Linked DNA regions of Mus musculus: all the other regions are linked to region 1. The links are chromatin contacts, called in public HiChIP or PLAC-seq and promoter capture Hi-C maps. All regions are on one chromosome and are shown on one strand. The core of a region is the stretch at or near the end of the contact, and the rest is flanking DNA. Distances in the headings are between cores, read along the strand shown. Region 1 holds the start of Galnt9 (polypeptide N-acetylgalactosaminyltransferase 9). Region 2 overlaps Fbrsl1 (fibrosin-like 1). Region 3 has its middle 14 kb from the start of Noc4l. Region 4 has its middle 23 kb from the start of Fbrsl1.

Region 1 (3,732 bases), core at 624-3,123:
GAAAACTGCAGAGAATTTTGATCTGGTTTCTTGGAACATGTTTGAGGAAATAAAATTGAAACTGTATGTTTTATGACTTTGAAATGAAATAAATACAGAGAAGCTTGAGGTATCCAGAGCCTTCTGTACAACAAGCTTGTGGTCACCTTCATTGTGCCAACACCACATCTACGTCCCTGGGGATTTAAAATCTGCAGGCGTTAGACTCCGGCAATTTCTTTTTTCTTCTTTCTTTTTAATTTTTAGAGACAGGGTTTCTCTGTGTAGCTCTAGCTGTTCAGGAACCCACTCTGTAGACCCGAGTGGCCTTAAACTCATGATTTCTCCTGCCTCTGCCTCCTTCAGCAAATCCTACCTGTGTGTGTCACTACACAGGCCACATTTTCTTTGACAGGAAGGAGAGACTTAGAAAAGAAGCAGTGTGGCTTTTATTCCCGCTGCTTCCACTGAGAAGTTGGATGTCTCTAAGCTACACAGAACACATTGGCTTGTGGAGAAGACAGTGTGGAAAAGAATGCCTGAACCAAGAGCCAAAGCCTCTACCCATTCCCCCGAATGTGAACAGATATGACATGGACATACACACACACACATATATACATAGAAACTGCACACTGTGAACATACAAACACACACATGTATCACATACACATAGCACACGTGGATAATCACAAGGACACAGCACATGTATGCATATATATGCACCCACATGCAGACACATCACATACTACTCATGTGCTTGTACATTATGAAGACATCCCACGTATATGCACACACATATACAACATGTAGAGACATATCAGACACACTTTGTACATGTGCACATTCATATACAAAGGAAAGTTACGAACGCAGAAACACATGTGTAACACAGACACAAGCACATATCCATGAACACATATGCAAACACATGGGCACATACACAGTGAACGCATAAACGTGCATGCTTATACATGATATATGTGTGCGCACACACACGAGATACATGCATGCACAAATACTCATGCTGAACCAAGAGCTACAAAGTCCCACAGACCTTGTCCTTCTATGAGCAGAGCCCACCACAAAGTAAGCTCCTCGGAAATGCTCCATCATTTATTCATTCCACAAATATTTGCTAAGTACCAGCTACGTGTCAGAAACCATTTCAGGCACTGTAGATTCAGTGGTAGCCAGGTATAAAGGAGAAGCTCACAGTCTGTGTGATTCAGGCTCACAGCCCAGGCTGTGTGACTTCTGCCATCTCTCCTCTGATCCCAGCAGTCTCATCTACAACTGTTTGTTTGGGGCTAAATTAGAGATGGAGGGGCAGGTGTTTGTTGTTTTTCTTCTGGCTGAGCGTGCACCTGAACTCTGAGGACTTGGGACACCTGGTCAAGATTTGTGTTTCCTTTATTTGTTTGGCCTGATGCTACAATAGGATCGCTCAATCTACAGCCTACTCTACTCTCCTTTCTTATCCTTTGGTCCCAGAAGAGGGCAACCAATCAGGTTAGGTTTGACAAGGAGCGGTGGGCAGGCAAATCTAGGTGGCTCTGACTCATTACTGCACAAAGGCACCTCACCACACCCCAGCGTGCACCCCACAGCACAGTCCTGACCGGCGTTCCCTAAGGCTTCGTGTTCCTAGGGGTCAAGTCTGGGTTTTGTCCCCTAAAATAAGCCCAGGCGCGGAGGGCGGTCTGAAGCTCGGAGTGGTGCCGCGCCCTGGGCCTCGCTCCACGTGGGCCTATCCTGGCCAGGGGTGGCGCGCGGGATCGGTTTGGGGCGGCGGGCGGGGCAGCGGGCGCCGCGTGCATGCTGATGAGCGCAGGCCGCGTCACTGCGCACCGGCGCCGTGGTTTCGGGGCGCGCAGGAGCGGGGCGCGCAGGAGCCGAGCGCACAGGAGCGGGGCGCGCAGGAGCGATCGGGGCGCGCAGGAGCGGGACGCAGCAGCTAAGGCCTCGCGCTGCCTCCCGGCCCAGGAAGCTCCCGGCGGGCGGGCCCTGCTGACTATGCGGGCGGCGCCCTGTACCCGCATCCCCGGACGGTTTCTGCGCGCTGAAGAAGGGCGGGTCGCGGCGGCCTGGCTCGTGGAGCCCGCGCGGTGGTGCTGAAAGAACAGCTCCCGCCCTTGCCCAGCCCATGGTCCCCACCGCGGCCGGCCGCTCCCAGGCTCCTGCGGCCCCGGGGCCCCGGGGATGCCCGGCGGGTGAGGCGGCCCCGTCCGAGCCGCGCTCATGGCGGTGGCCAGGAAGATCAAAACTTTGCTGACGGTCAACATCCTGGTGTTCGTGGGCATCATTCTCTTCTCGGTGTACTGCCGCCTGCAGGACCGTTCTGAGGCGCTGGTGCAGGTCGTGCGAGGCACCGACCGCCGGATGCGCAATCGGCTATCCAAGGCGAGTGCTCTGGCCGACCGTGAGGCCATCCTACAGCGCCTGGACCATCTGGAGGAGGTGGTCTACAACCAGCTGAATGGTGAGCCGCGGGATGGAGGGGAGGCAGGGTCCCGTGTTAGGACACTACTCTATCCAGGAGTGGCTGTCCACACCCATCCCACAATATCTTCCAGGGTCCCGAGTGGAAGCTACCCTGGGTCCTGTAGAGGAAATGCTGGAGGCCTTCATTGGCAGAGGGCGGCGGTAATAGAGCGACTGCATTATCTACTCATCCTGTGAACACTTGGGAACTGTCCCTTGCCTCCCGCATAATGCCTCCAAAGTTACTACCCAAGAGAACTCTAACTTCTCAAGGAAGAGCCTCTGAGGAGTTGGCAGAAGGGTAGTGAGGGGCTCAGGCAATACCTAGATCCACAGTGAGGGAGGTCCAGACCGTGCCTAGGTTCACATTCAGGAACCAGAGGTACCTTACAAAGCTGTGAGGGTGAAGGTGACACCGAGGTTCCCTGCAAGGACCCAGAGAGCCTTTCCAAGCTGTGGGTTTAGACCGGACTCACTCCTCTCCCTGGAGATACGGAAGGAGGGGGTGATTACTGCCCATCTAAAAGTGATTGATCCCATCTTCCTCTGCATGGCACAGTGCGTGTCTTGTCTATTACAGTGTGACCTCTGGCCTGGAGAGCCACCTTTCAAGGATGCTCAGGGCTCCTGCAGAAAGTTCTGTTGTGGGAGAAACGGAAGGCACCACTGGTGCTGTGTGGAGAGATGGAGTCAAGTGTCCAGCAGAACTGGGTAGGAGCGGAGTGTTCACGTGGACTGAGGTCAGGGTGCCTGGGAACCTCTGAGGCACCAAAGTTTCTGCTTCTGGTGACCTCTTTGCTTTTCTGTGAGGAAAAGAGGGAACTCAGCATCTTTGTCACAGCAGGTCACAGTGGATGGTTGTAGCTGTTGGGAATGGAATATTTTACATTTTGGGTGTAGGATGAATGCACCAGCTCTGTCCCCAAGGACAGCTTTGTTAGGCTTCAGGAAGGAGACAATTGGTGCATGCCTGCAGCTCCAGCAGGCTTCTGTTCTGCGAAACAGCCCCAGCAAACCTCTTTCTGCAAGTGCTAGGAACTGGCTTCACTAGGCAGTGACTAGGTTGGGTGGGCATCTTCATCAGGGCTCAGGTCAAAAGTTTTAAGGGTCACTGGGGTCTCCTGAGAGAACTGGGTTCCAGGCAAGTGCCATCTGGGTTCCAGGTGGCTCGGGTATCCTCAGATAACAACCCCCCCCCAGCAGCTCCTGGACCCCCTAGCCATCCTGACCAGCCCTGTGGCTTCTCCATCAGCCACTCAGCTGAAGGCT
Region 2 (3,732 bases), core at 416-2,915, 110 kb before region 1:
GCTGGTGAGATGGCTCAGTGGTTAAGTGCTCTTCCGAAGGTCCTGAGTTCAGCAGCAACCACATGGTGGCTCACAACCATCCATAACGAAACCTGATGCCCTCTTCTGGAGTATCTGAGGACAGCTACAGTGTACTTACATATAATAAATAAATCTTAAAAAAAAAAAAAGACAAAACACCAATGAACAGGAAATAAGTACGTTTACAGAAAAATCCCAGCAGTCCTTACACTTCACCCCCTGCTGAACCTACCTGTTTGCTTGTTCTCTGGGTGGCAGGCAGGACTCCCATGAACCACACTAGATCCTTGCAGTCCTGACTTCAAGTAGGCAGTGCCAACTATCACGACATCTAATTGCCTCTCCAGCTGCAAATAGAGAGCTCTCCTACTCAGATCTTCCTCTCCTCAGCTCATACCCCTCCCTAATGGCCACTGAATTTCAGAATTACAGAACCTGTGTCACATATTCCTGACATCTCTACAGACCCTCATGACCTCTTACCTGCTCCAGAAGGCTCTGGGCCATTGTACCATCTCTGAAATGTCCAAGTTCATGGATATCACCTCCATACCCGCTACCCAGTTGCCAGCAGGCTTTAGTGTATAGGCCAAGTAAGTAGTGTGGACTGCCACATGATATGGGGAGGTAAAGAGACCATGCTACTCCAGAGCTAGTGCTATAGTGTTGAAGTCTAGGAAAAGTTGGGGAGGCCAGAGCAGCAAGGTGGGCCCCAACCCATCCCACAACTGCTGAGCAAAGTATCTTGAGCATTCCACCCACCAAAGTTCTAGGAAAGAACGATCCCTTCAGATCTCAGTCCAGGGCTGCACTATGCACAACACTGTCTAGGCAGAGGGTCACCTGGAAATAAAGCAGACCTTGCTCTATCTAAACAAGGTGCAAGAAGGTACGAAGCACTGACATTAGCAGTACTATTCAGGGAGGAGCTATAACTAGACATGCAGGCCACTTGTAGTAAAAATGCAATTTAAGCTTATCCCCAACTAGCTTACAAATAAATGACTCAGACTACGGTTATTTTATTTGGCTTTGACAATTACAGGGGCAGGGGTGGGGGGTGTTTAATAACCCCTAATCTACTTTCCAACTGCTGGCCTGGCCACCTCCCCAGCAGTATATCCCAGATACTTGCTGTTTCTCCAGGCCGTGTGCTCTCTCCTCTCCTCCGTGGTGGCTTGCTTCCTCCTCCTCAGTTCTCCTCCTCCATCCAGGTTAATCCAAACCTACCTACCTCTAATCCCTCCAGTAATTGGCTGTAGCTAATTTTATTTAATCTTTAGCCAATAGACTTTTTTTCCTGTTTTTTATTTATTTACATTCCAGTCATTGTCCTGCTCCCAAAGTTCCACATCATATTCCTCTTCCCCACCCCACCCCCAGCCTTCCAGAGGGTGCTCCTCCCCACGCAATTAATCAATAGTTTTAAATAAAGGAACAACATTTGCATAAGAAAAGCTTGTAAATTACACCTAGGCCTAGGCCGTTAGAATTTAGCATTGCAATACATAGCAATAGACCAACCCTAGAGAGCTAAGTGCTTGGGGTCCGCACCTTGCTATTACCAGCTGTGTGTGACCCTTTACAAGCTCATGTCCATTTTGCTGGCCTGGGCAATAGTTTTGAAATCCGTCTCCACAATCAACGCATCCACAGTCTAACATTTCCTTCCTTTCAGCTCCAATCTGTTGAAAGGCCATGGTCCGTTCAGACAGACTACAGCCTTGTTCTCTGATCCCATTTTTTTTTTTTTTGTGGGGCATTTTTTTCCCCTCTGAGCTGCTGTGAGGACTGAGCAAGGTCAATGAGGAAGATGCCCTATAGATAGCTAGCAATTTGCTAGAAAGGAGAGCACTTGTAGGAGGGACCTATGGGATCTCAGGTCTGACAAGGCCTACTGGGGGCCACTCTCTGTGAGGATGTAGAGTCTGTGTACTCTAGACACAGAATTTTCCACGGCCCTAAAAACAAGAAATTATGGAGATTTGAGTGAGGACAGTTAAAAGGAGTGGGAACCCAGATGAACAAAGTGGTCCCAGAGCAGAAACAAATTTCAACCGTTGTGGCAAAGGCAGGAAAGAAGAGAAGGTTTGGGACTCTAGGGCAGAAGACCCCTTGCATATGGCTGATACAAGCTCTAGGATATCCTGGGAGTGGTGGCCTTCAAGGCCCTCTGCCCTAGTCAGGATAGACTGGACCCTCAGTGCTCTCCTATGAGGTCCATACCCCTGAGGGGCAGTCTCCCCTAAGTCACTTTTCCTGGCCTATCCTCTTTAGCCAGAGACAAGGCAGGCCAACAAGCCATCTTCTCCTCTAAGCCCTGGGAAGACACACCTCACGTCTGACTTCTGCCACACTCCAGGCCCCTCCAAGCTTCAGCACAGCTGCTATTCAGCTGTCATCCAGGATGTCCCCAAAGCCTCTTCTGCAGTACAGGGGCAGCTGAAGCCAGCCTGGATGTTTCTGATGCCACAAGCCAGGGATATGCAAGGATCTACGAGAACTAAAATGGGTCGAGAAGGGGAAAGGGCCTGCTCTCCTCTCTGCACTGGAGTCCACAGCAAGTTGTGGTCCAGCAGTGTCTACCTGGGATAGACTGAGTCTGAAAGGCAGACTCAGAGGGGCCTAAGCATGTTCGTCACAGGTCTCTCATCCTAGTGTCCAGTGGCTGGCAGGGAGAAGAAGGACATGCTGCCTCATTACCCTCCCTGCAGATAAGGAACTAAGGCCCAGAGCAGGAAGAAGGTTTTCCCAAGCAGTTCACAGACTTCCTGGCTACTCCTGGCTGGCAAGGCTGGGGGGCAAAGGGCCTCTTCCTAGGAGCTTGGAGACAGTGGCTGTACTGCTGGGGGATGTGTAGAGCCCTGAGAAAAGGCTCATGGTGCTCCTGGAACCCTAGAAGATGTGGATTTTATTCCTGGGTAACAGGAAAACTCCCTGGAATTGGAGCCTTGAGAAGCAAGAATATTCCCAACTCTGCTTGGCCAATCCCTATCTCAGATGAAGGAGGGGGGGAAGCTAGGGATAGTGAAAAATATCACCACCTCACCTCAATCAAAAGAAGCTCCTTCTGGGCAGTCACTGTGCTCCCTCCCTGCCTGGGTCTGGGCCATTCAGTCCCAGTTCTAAGTGTATTGGCAACATGGAAAGAGGGACAGGCAGGTCATACAAAACAGCCTGCTCAAAGGCAACCAAAGCCCTATACAGTAGGAACAGGACCCCCAGAGGCAGGGTCTGATGGGGCAGTGTGGTCAGGGCAGATGAGAAAGATCCCTGTGAGAAATCTAGCTTCTAAAGAGAAGAGCCTGGGCCTTTTGAAAATGAGGAATGTCAGGAGGAGTGAGGACCACAGCCAAAATGCAAAAGCTGGCCATGGAAGCCAGGAAGTCAGCTGGTCAGATGCCAAGGCAAGGGTTACTACCAACATGGGACAAAGCAGGAACAAAAGGCCACTCTCTAGGAACCTATGCCTGAATCTCACCAGTCACTCACCAGCAGTCTACACTCTGAAAACGCCTTATTCTGTCTGCCTGTTCAGGATGAGAACATCACTGCAGCCTCTTTAGAGGCTACCAAGAGGATAAACACATGAAATCCTCCAACCACCTGTATTCTGAAGACAGTGCAACATTGACCTGGTTAGGGTTTGCTTTGAGGAACAGCTATGCCAAAGAAATCAACACACTCCCCTATTCCTTACAGCCAGAGGGA
Region 3 (3,732 bases), core at 839-3,338, 95 kb after region 1:
GGGAATAGTGACCAGCCTCTTCTGATGGTTGCAAGGCCTGCTTATGGCTGTCACTCAGCTGCCCCTAGATCTCCTTATGGTTGGATGCCAGCCACAGCCTTCTAGGTCTGAGTAGACAGCCAGCAGCTGCTACAGAGGTTCCTACCTCAGGGGGACCCAGCCCTGACCTAGGAAGCTATTTTAAAAAGAGTTATCTGTGTCCACCAAGCCAGCCCAGCTGTAGAATAAATGCTGTTGTACTTTGTATATTCAGTTCCAAAGCAATTTGCACTCTGGCCACTGTACTAGAAGGGACACAGGCACAGACTACAGAAGGTATTCCTGAGCTAGCAGCTTGGCTCTGTGATGGTAAGAGTGTAGCTTTTTCTAGCAGCTACTGACCTAGAGGTGAGACCCTGAGAACAGATGAAGTTCCCTAGGGAGCATCCATGTACCCCAACCTCTAGTGGGGCAGTCATTTTTAGCTGGGGATGTTTGCCAAAGCACCAAGCATGGCTGTTATTTGGGAAGTATGTCACTGACATCTTCGTCCCTATAGCAAATTTGCTAAGTGCCAATTAGATGCTCAAGTGTCTCCACCTCCCTTCGGGCATGGGATTCATTACTTGTGAGTATGACTCGATTGCCTGAAGTATTTGCATCTCTAGGTAGAAGACAGGAGGGACAAAGAAGAAAGGACGAGGAGGAAGAGAAGAGTCATAAGGTGAAGCCATTGCACATTGAAAAGGGAGACTTGTTAACGCACAATAACTACTCAGTAGATGGGGCTGCAGTGAGCCCCTTATATTCATTCCTCTAAGACTCAAGAAGAGAGGGGGCTGGAGAGATGGCTCCGTGGTTAAGAGCACTGACTGCTCTTCCCATGGTAGCTCACAACCATCTGCAATAGGATCTGATACCCTCTTCTGGTGTATCTGAAGATAGCAACAGTGTACTTATATAAATAAAATAAATAAATCTTTAAAAAAAAAAAAGACTCAAGCAGAGAGGCCTCTCCTCTGCCTGTGTAGTCATAACAGAATACCTGAGAAATACTAACTAGGAAAAACAAATTAACGATCTGGAAATTCACAGTCAAGATGCCCTCAGTGAGGGCCTCCTGCTTCATGGTCACATAAGGTAGAAAACACACACACTGTTTGTATTCAAATGTTAGTACTGGTTCCTCGAGAGAGTCTCCTCACCCCACCCCACCCAGCAGACTACCTCGTCCTCAGGTGATACCATGTTGACCTCCCATTTTAACTGCCAATAAAAGGCTAGAGCCTGTGATTGGGCAGTGGAGGGGAAAAGGTGGGACTGGAGAGGGAGTAGGAGGCAGAGGAAGAAGGGGAAAGAGGACAGAGGAAGAAGGAGGAGGAAGCCATAATGGGCCAGAACCGCATGGCTGGGAGAAGCCGCAAGCAACAAGGGGTCTCATAGCTGGGGAATAAGTTAGTAGTATATTAGATTTTCCCAATCCACTCCCCTCAGCCCCATATAAATAACTAGGGCTGATCTCTAAAGGTGCACCAGGATGGAAATTAAACACCAAATGGGTCTAAGGGGTCTACAGACTGAGGCTCCCTCTCCAAACCCCAAGCAAACCTCAGCAACCAGTGGCAGCGCCCCTGCCCTGAGCTGGACATAGGCAGCGCCATAACATGGTTTGGGGGGGGGGGGGTCCCTGCGCCTACAGAAGAACCAAGGACCCTGGGGCACGACTGCCTGAGAAGCAGCCTGCAGTCTTCACAGCTGAGGATCAACAACTGAAAACACACACACACACACACACACATACACACACACACACACACACAATACAAAAAACCAAAATCTAACTTTCCAAAGCTTTCTCTCACAGGCACAGCTGGCTGATCTGGGTATCTCTACCCCGAGCAGGCCTTCCTGCGCTCGCTTTTCCTGTATCCCCCACGTCTAAACTGGACACGGAACAGCCAGACCTGCTCTCCCGACTGCAAGCTGCCTGAAATCAGTGCACATGCTGCCGACTGCAACCCAAACAAAAGCCAGAGAGAGGCTCAGAAGTCCCACGTCTTTCTACAGTTAGCCACCACCACCCACTTCCTGCGAATAAGATTCCGAGAGGACTGCAATGTCCTGAATCGAACACCAGGGGGAGACAAAGGTACAAGAAGCTCCAGATCAGGTACTGAGAATTCAAAATTGACAATCACAAAAATTAGATACCTCCTTTAATCCCAGCACTTGGGAGGCAGAGGCAGGCGGATTTCTGAGTTCAAGGCCAGCCTGGTCTACAGAGTAAGTTCCAGGACATCCAGGGCTATACAGGGAAACCCTGTCTTGAAAAACTGAAAGAAAAGAAAAAAAGAAAAGACTGGGCAATACAGCCTAAAGAAAACACAAGAACTAAAGGAATTTGTAGGTCATGCTAAGCAACAGAGAGAAGAAAATGAATACAGCCTAGAGGAAAATCTGGAACGAAAGGTACAGGATTCTATTGGTCAAGATAACAGAGAGAGGAACATGAAGGTTAGAGACAGGAGCTGGAAAAGATGCTAGAACAAAGAATGCAAAATTTCACAGGTCAGAATGAGCAGCAGAGAAGAAGAAATGAGAATTGGAAGTGAGACTTGGAGGAGAATCTTCTAAAATTAATCAGTCAAAATAAAATAGACATCACAATATCAGGATTACAACATAAAGAAAAAATAAGGTGAAGGGGAGCTCTGAGCAGGGGGTGCAGACACTTAAGGAACAGGAGGAGCAACAAAAGGAGAAGTCTGAGGCATGGGGGCAAGCTTTGGAGGAGAGGTTACAAAAAGATATTATTAGGTTGAACAAAACACCAGGATGACAGAGATACAAGCGCTAGAGAAATATTGGCACAGGGGCTGGAGAGATGGCTCAGTGGTTAAGAGCACTGACTGCAGCCGGGCGGTGGTGGCACGCACCTTTAATCCCAGCACTTGGGAGGCAGAGGCAGGCGGATTTCTGAGTTCGAGGCCAGCCTGGTCTACAGAGTGAGTTCCAGAGCAGCCAGGGCTACACAGAGAAACCCTGTCTCGAAAAAAACAAAAAGACTGGAAGGATGTGGTAAAAGCAATATGAGAACCCGGGTCACCTTTATAATGGTGCTTGTGGTGGAGAGAAGAAGCAAAGGAGATAGCCCAACAAAATAAAGCCAGAGGTAAGAATATTTCTGAAGTTCTGCTGCTTGGGGAAGGTCATTTTGCTGAGCTAGAAGTAGACGCTGAATATGATGAAAGCTTGATGTTATGTGCTAAGGCAGCCTTAAATGCTTGAGACGAAGTCGCAGAAAGAGTAGAAAGACTTGAACCTTTTTTTTTTCAGGCCAAGCAAGGTCTAAAAGAAACATTCCTTGACTTTTTCCAAAGGTTGTCTTTATCTGTGGAAAGAAGTACATTGGATCCATTAGTAAGAAAGTCCTGAATCAAGACTTTATCTTTTGAAAATGGGAATGCTGAATGCAAAGAAGTAATCAGACCATTGAAGGCAGGGTCAGCATCAATAGAAGAGTGGATTAGACATACAGTGGATGTTAGACCCCGTTCACCTGATATGACCTTAACAGGAGAAGCTGCCACTAGAGGCCTTGAGGCCATACAACATTTCTTAATCGTGGTGAGCAAGGTTATGTCAAAAGAAACTTCAGAGAAACTGGGCAGTGGTGGTGCACGGCTTTAATCCCAGCACTTGGGAGGCAGAGGCAGGCAGATTTCTGAATTCAAGGCCAGTCTGGTCTACAGA
Region 4 (3,732 bases), core at 896-3,395, 72 kb before region 1:
GCAAAGTACCTTGTGGAACCCCACAGGGGTAGAACCGTGACTATTGCTAGAGACACAGTTGGTTGTTGTGTTTTAGAAAACTATAAGGAGAAGGAATATGTTTGGTGGATGTGCAGTCAGGTGGGGGGGGGCAGGGGGGGGCTCTGTGCGCCCATGCTGAGGCATCCCTTGAGGGACCAGTATAGAATAGAGTTTATTCAGGACATGGGGAAGGGAGTTGAGGGCATAGAGACAGAGAGGAAGTGAGAGAGAGAGAGTAAAGGAGTAGAGGCCGGCCATGAACATGTAGAGAGAGGGGAGGAAGGGGAATGGGGAGAGGGGGGGAGCAGAAGCAAGGGAGCAAGAAAGAGGGGGGGGCAAGCAGCTCCTTTTATAGTGAGTCAGGTGCACCTGGCTGTTGCCAGGAAACTGTAGGACATAGCCTAGACAGAATGCCAGCACTGGTGCCCTTCACTGGCTAGTCAATACTTTAGCAAGTGGGAGTAGGGGAATAGTTTTGCATTTTAGTAATTCATCCCTCCACCCCCTTAACATTTTACCCTAAAAGGACTTCAATGCCTGCTGTGTCCCTAGGCCATTCTCCCTTCTCTTGCTTTCCAGAGGCTCCAGGGCTTGTGGCCTGGCCACCCTTATCTCTTCTGTTCCTCAAGGTCTTCCTTCTCCCACCTCCTCTGATAAAAGCACCGGACCTTGGTTCCCAGCCTGTCCTAACCCTGGCTGACCTATGGATACTTTCAGTTGGTTTGTTTTGAGACAGGGTCTCTAGCTGTCCTAGAACTTACTATGTAGATCCACTGCCTCTGTCTGTCCAATGCCATCCCCTAGGCACACCTTTAATCCTAGCCCTGGGGAGGGAGAGGCAGGTGGATCTCTGTGTCTCCAGAGAGCTTTCCAGGACAGCTAAGGCTATACAGAGAGACCCTGTCTTGAAGAATGGAGACATCGCATAATGGTACCTGGGATTTTCCCAATGAGGCCACATTTTGAGGGTTTCAATAGGTAAGATTTAAGGGCTTCTGCCAGGGCCCCTTGACTTGGCTCTTTGAGACAAATTCCAAAGAACATTGCTGAATTTGGATACATCTCTGTAATCCTAACAAAGAAAAAGAAAAAGAAAGGAAGGAAGGAAGGAAGGAAGGAAGGAAGGAAGAAGAGGAAACAAAAAAGAAAGAATGTGACTGTTCTTAGGTATGGTGGAGAAAATTTGTTGTAGATAGAGGGAAGAACATAGGTAGAGGTAGACACATCTGGGAGATTCCAGAGTGGTTATAACCCTGAGCTATGTGAGAAGAGGAAGGGAGAGGGGAAGGAGAGGAACTAGGTATAGTGGCTAGGAGGCCCAAAGAGGAGGAATAGCCAAAATGGCCAGAGTATATAGGGAAGGGCAGCTGGGGGAAGGGCAGCCCAGAGGATCTTGGGCTGGAGAAAGGTTTAGAGAAGGGGGCAGGGTATACAAGCCTTGAGTAATTGGTTGAGGCTGGGAGAACCTGGTGGCCAGGTCCACTTTGATATGTTAAATAGGCACCTCAGCCTTTTGTCCCAGGGTTTGAGACTTAACCCTAACCCCGTGGCTGAGGCAAGAATATTGCTGAGAAGCCGGCAGTGGTGGCGCACTCTTTTAATCCCAGTACTTGGGAGGCAGTAGCCTGGTCTACAGAGTGAGTTCCAGGACAGCCAGGGCTACACAGAGAAACCCTGTCTCGAAAACAAACAAACAAACAAACAAAAAAAGATATTGCTGAGAGTTGGTGGCTAGCCAGGTCTATACAGTGGCAACTTTTCTTTTTAATCCCCTTTTTCTTCTTTTTCTGTTGTGTCTTTCTCGTGGCAATCTTTCTTTAAAAAACAAAAACAAAAACAAAACAAAACAAAGAACAGCTAGGCTTGGCCAGCATGAGCTACATAGAGTTTTCCAGGCCAGTCTTCCTTCCAGCCTCCCCATTTCAGACTCTTTCAGAGGGTTTGGAAGGGCACATTACCGTTCTCAGGAGACAGAAACAGACACAGTTAGACCTTGTCTGTCCTCTTGCCCGCAAGCCCAGGGGAGCTCTCTAAGGATCTTTGGGTCAGTGGGGCAGCCCCACAGCTGTCTTGTGACCCCATTAAGCATTAACAAGTGGTTGTTGCTTTGGTAACTACTGCTAGGCCTGTCTCTGTGTCTGCTCCACCCACTGGCAAGAGTTACTCTGCTCAGCCTTTGGGGAACAGTCAGCAGGTGATCAGTTTCCATGACTCCCTTCCCACTCTCCTTGGCCACTGTTTTATTAGTAGTGTGCAGTAGGGGTCATCCTGGAAAAAAAAAAAGGCCGGGGCTGGACACTCACTTCACCCTAAGTGCCAACTGCAAGATTGGGGATAGGAGAGGTGCATGCCGCTGGTCCTGTGCCAGCCCCGGCATCTCACAGCTGTGGCCAGAGAGGTTAATTGGAGCAAAGCCCTGGGCAGCCAGCTGCCAGGCCACCTGCCGAGTGCCCTAGCTTCCATAAATCCCCATTTGATAGTAACAAGGCCCCCAAAGGTGCCTGTCTGGTCAGCTCAGCCCCACAGACTGCAAGAATACATTTCCTGGCTCCTCTTGGGGATGCTGGAATTCAATTACAGCGTACATGGGGCCTTGAATCAGAACTCTAACTTTGGGGCCTGTTAGGATCCTCCCTCTTTGGGTTTAACCTTTGGGAACCTGGGTGGCTGCATGGAACAAAGCTTTGATGGGGTTAAGCCCTGACCCATGGGGGCTCAGTCTGCTTAGGATACATAAATGAGGAACTTGGAACCTGTCAATGGCACACATGTAATACAAAGGGTCAGCTGTTCGGGACTACCAGAGAGCTCGCTCACAATATTTCACGGGTATTAGGAAGGTGCCCCCAAGGGTGATATTAGAAAGGGATAAAGGAATGAGCATCAAAATGGGGGCAGGGTTGGGGGAGGCACAGGGAACGTTAGGTTAGTGTTAAGTACAGAATTGTGGAGCAAGGGAATGGAAGACAAGAGACAAGGGCAAGAGAGGGCCAGGGGTTGGAGGAGACAGAGGAGGCAGGAGCCAGATGGACAGGGGTCAGAGAGATCAGGCACCAGATGGGGACAGATAGCAGGGTGGGACAGGAGCAGGAAAGGAGCTCCAGGACACAGATGCCTTCCCATGCTGTGTCCTCTTGATCTACCTCTTTATTTTTCTGACACAGGGTCTAATGTCATCCCTGTCTGGGCTTCAACTCACTGTTTAGCTGAGGGTGACCTTGAACCCCCAGACTCTGGCTTCCAATTCCTGGGATTCCACAACAGCCAGAATTTTGACTTTTATCCATGGGTACTGAGTCAGAGACAACTTCGATGCTCTGAAGGCCTGCTGCTACCCCTCAACTGCCTGCATCCCCCATTCCCACTTCCCACCCTCTCCCTCCTCAGCAGCCCAGTATCTTCAGGTATCCCACATAAGACCTGGCTCCTCTTTCCCATGGACCTCTAGGTTTTCCCAGGCTGCCTTATGGAAACCCAATCATTTGAAGGGTATCACTTAGGCATTTTGCAGGATGCTTTCTGGGTTTTGTTTGGTTTTTGTTTTTCTTTTTTTTTTTCAGTATGTTCTTCTGACTACATTGTGGTTAGGACTGAGAGCAAATGTTTCATACCACAAACTGTCCACGTCTAGCCCTGAACCTTCACTCTTGCTGAGTGAATGGGGGTGAATGGATGAGAGAGAAGAGAGAGAGAAGGAAGAAGGAAGGAGAA

The links. Promoter capture Hi-C pulls out the DNA fragments that hold promoters and counts their contacts. HiChIP or PLAC-seq counts read pairs in DNA pulled down with a chosen protein or histone mark.
Region 2: an H3K27ac HiChIP or PLAC-seq map of embryonic stem cells shows a contact between it and region 1, with 10 read pairs. The contact joins the enhancer-like site here to the promoter of Galnt9 in region 1. A contact is called at or near these places in 2 of 39 promoter capture datasets (the 3T3-L1 cell line and hippocampal neurons), 5 of 484 Hi-C or Micro-C datasets (Sertoli cells, cortical neurons and embryonic stem cells), 5 of 115 datasets of contacts at active chromatin or transcription factors (the SCID.adh cell line and embryonic stem cells) and 1 of 9 other capture datasets (pancreatic islet).
Region 3: a CTCF HiChIP or PLAC-seq map of the NIH/3T3 cell line shows a contact between it and region 1, with 13 read pairs. The contact joins the enhancer-like site here to the promoter of Galnt9 in region 1. A contact is called at or near these places in 15 of 39 promoter capture datasets (the 3T3-L1 cell line, the C10 cell line, the HPC-7 cell line and 9 more), 3 of 15 datasets of contacts at CTCF or cohesin (CD8 T cells, the NIH/3T3 cell line and embryonic stem cells), 35 of 484 Hi-C or Micro-C datasets (2-cell embryo, 3T3-L1-derived adipocytes, 8-cell embryo and 18 more), 11 of 115 datasets of contacts at active chromatin or transcription factors (embryonic forebrain, embryonic stem cells, forebrain and 1 more) and 3 of 9 other capture datasets (adipose tissue, embryonic stem cells and pancreatic islet).
Region 4: a promoter capture Hi-C map of embryonic stem cells shows a contact between it and region 1. The contact joins the enhancer-like site here to the promoter of Galnt9 in region 1. A contact is called at or near these places in 1 of 39 promoter capture datasets (embryonic stem cells), 3 of 484 Hi-C or Micro-C datasets (cranial neural crest, embryonic stem cells and nephron progenitors), 5 of 115 datasets of contacts at active chromatin or transcription factors (SST interneurons, double positive thymocytes and embryonic stem cells) and 2 of 9 other capture datasets (liver and pancreatic islet).

What each region holds. Positions count from the first base shown.
Region 1 is chr5:110,542,482-110,546,213 of GRCm38.p6, forward strand. Galnt9 (polypeptide N-acetylgalactosaminyltransferase 9) reads left to right here and starts at 1,874. Exons shown (of 11, transcript NM_198306.3): 1 at 1,874-2,461. The coding sequence starts at 2,221.
Region 2 is chr5:110,436,361-110,440,092 of GRCm38.p6, forward strand. The region is part of intron 1 of Fbrsl1 (fibrosin-like 1); the gene reads right to left. Among named protein-coding and RNA genes, the nearest start is that of Fbrsl1, 10 kb to the right of the region's middle. Within about 2 kb of position 1,666, at least 35 of the 459 cell types and tissues checked have an H3K27ac peak or open chromatin away from gene starts, as enhancers often do. A contact at or near this core is called in embryonic stem cells, where this site is marked.
Region 3 is chr5:110,637,618-110,641,349 of GRCm38.p6, forward strand. No RefSeq gene overlaps it. Among named protein-coding and RNA genes, the nearest start is that of Noc4l, 14 kb to the right of the region's middle. Within about 2 kb of position 2,089, at least 32 of the 459 cell types and tissues checked have an H3K27ac peak or open chromatin away from gene starts, as enhancers often do. A contact at or near this core is called in 8-cell embryo, the HPC-7 cell line, the NIH/3T3 cell line and 2 more, where this site is marked.
Region 4 is chr5:110,469,971-110,473,702 of GRCm38.p6, forward strand. No RefSeq gene overlaps it. Among named protein-coding and RNA genes, the nearest start is that of Fbrsl1, 23 kb to the left of the region's middle. Within about 2 kb of position 2,146, at least 30 of the 459 cell types and tissues checked have an H3K27ac peak or open chromatin away from gene starts, as enhancers often do. A contact at or near this core is called in embryonic stem cells and pancreatic islet, where this site is marked.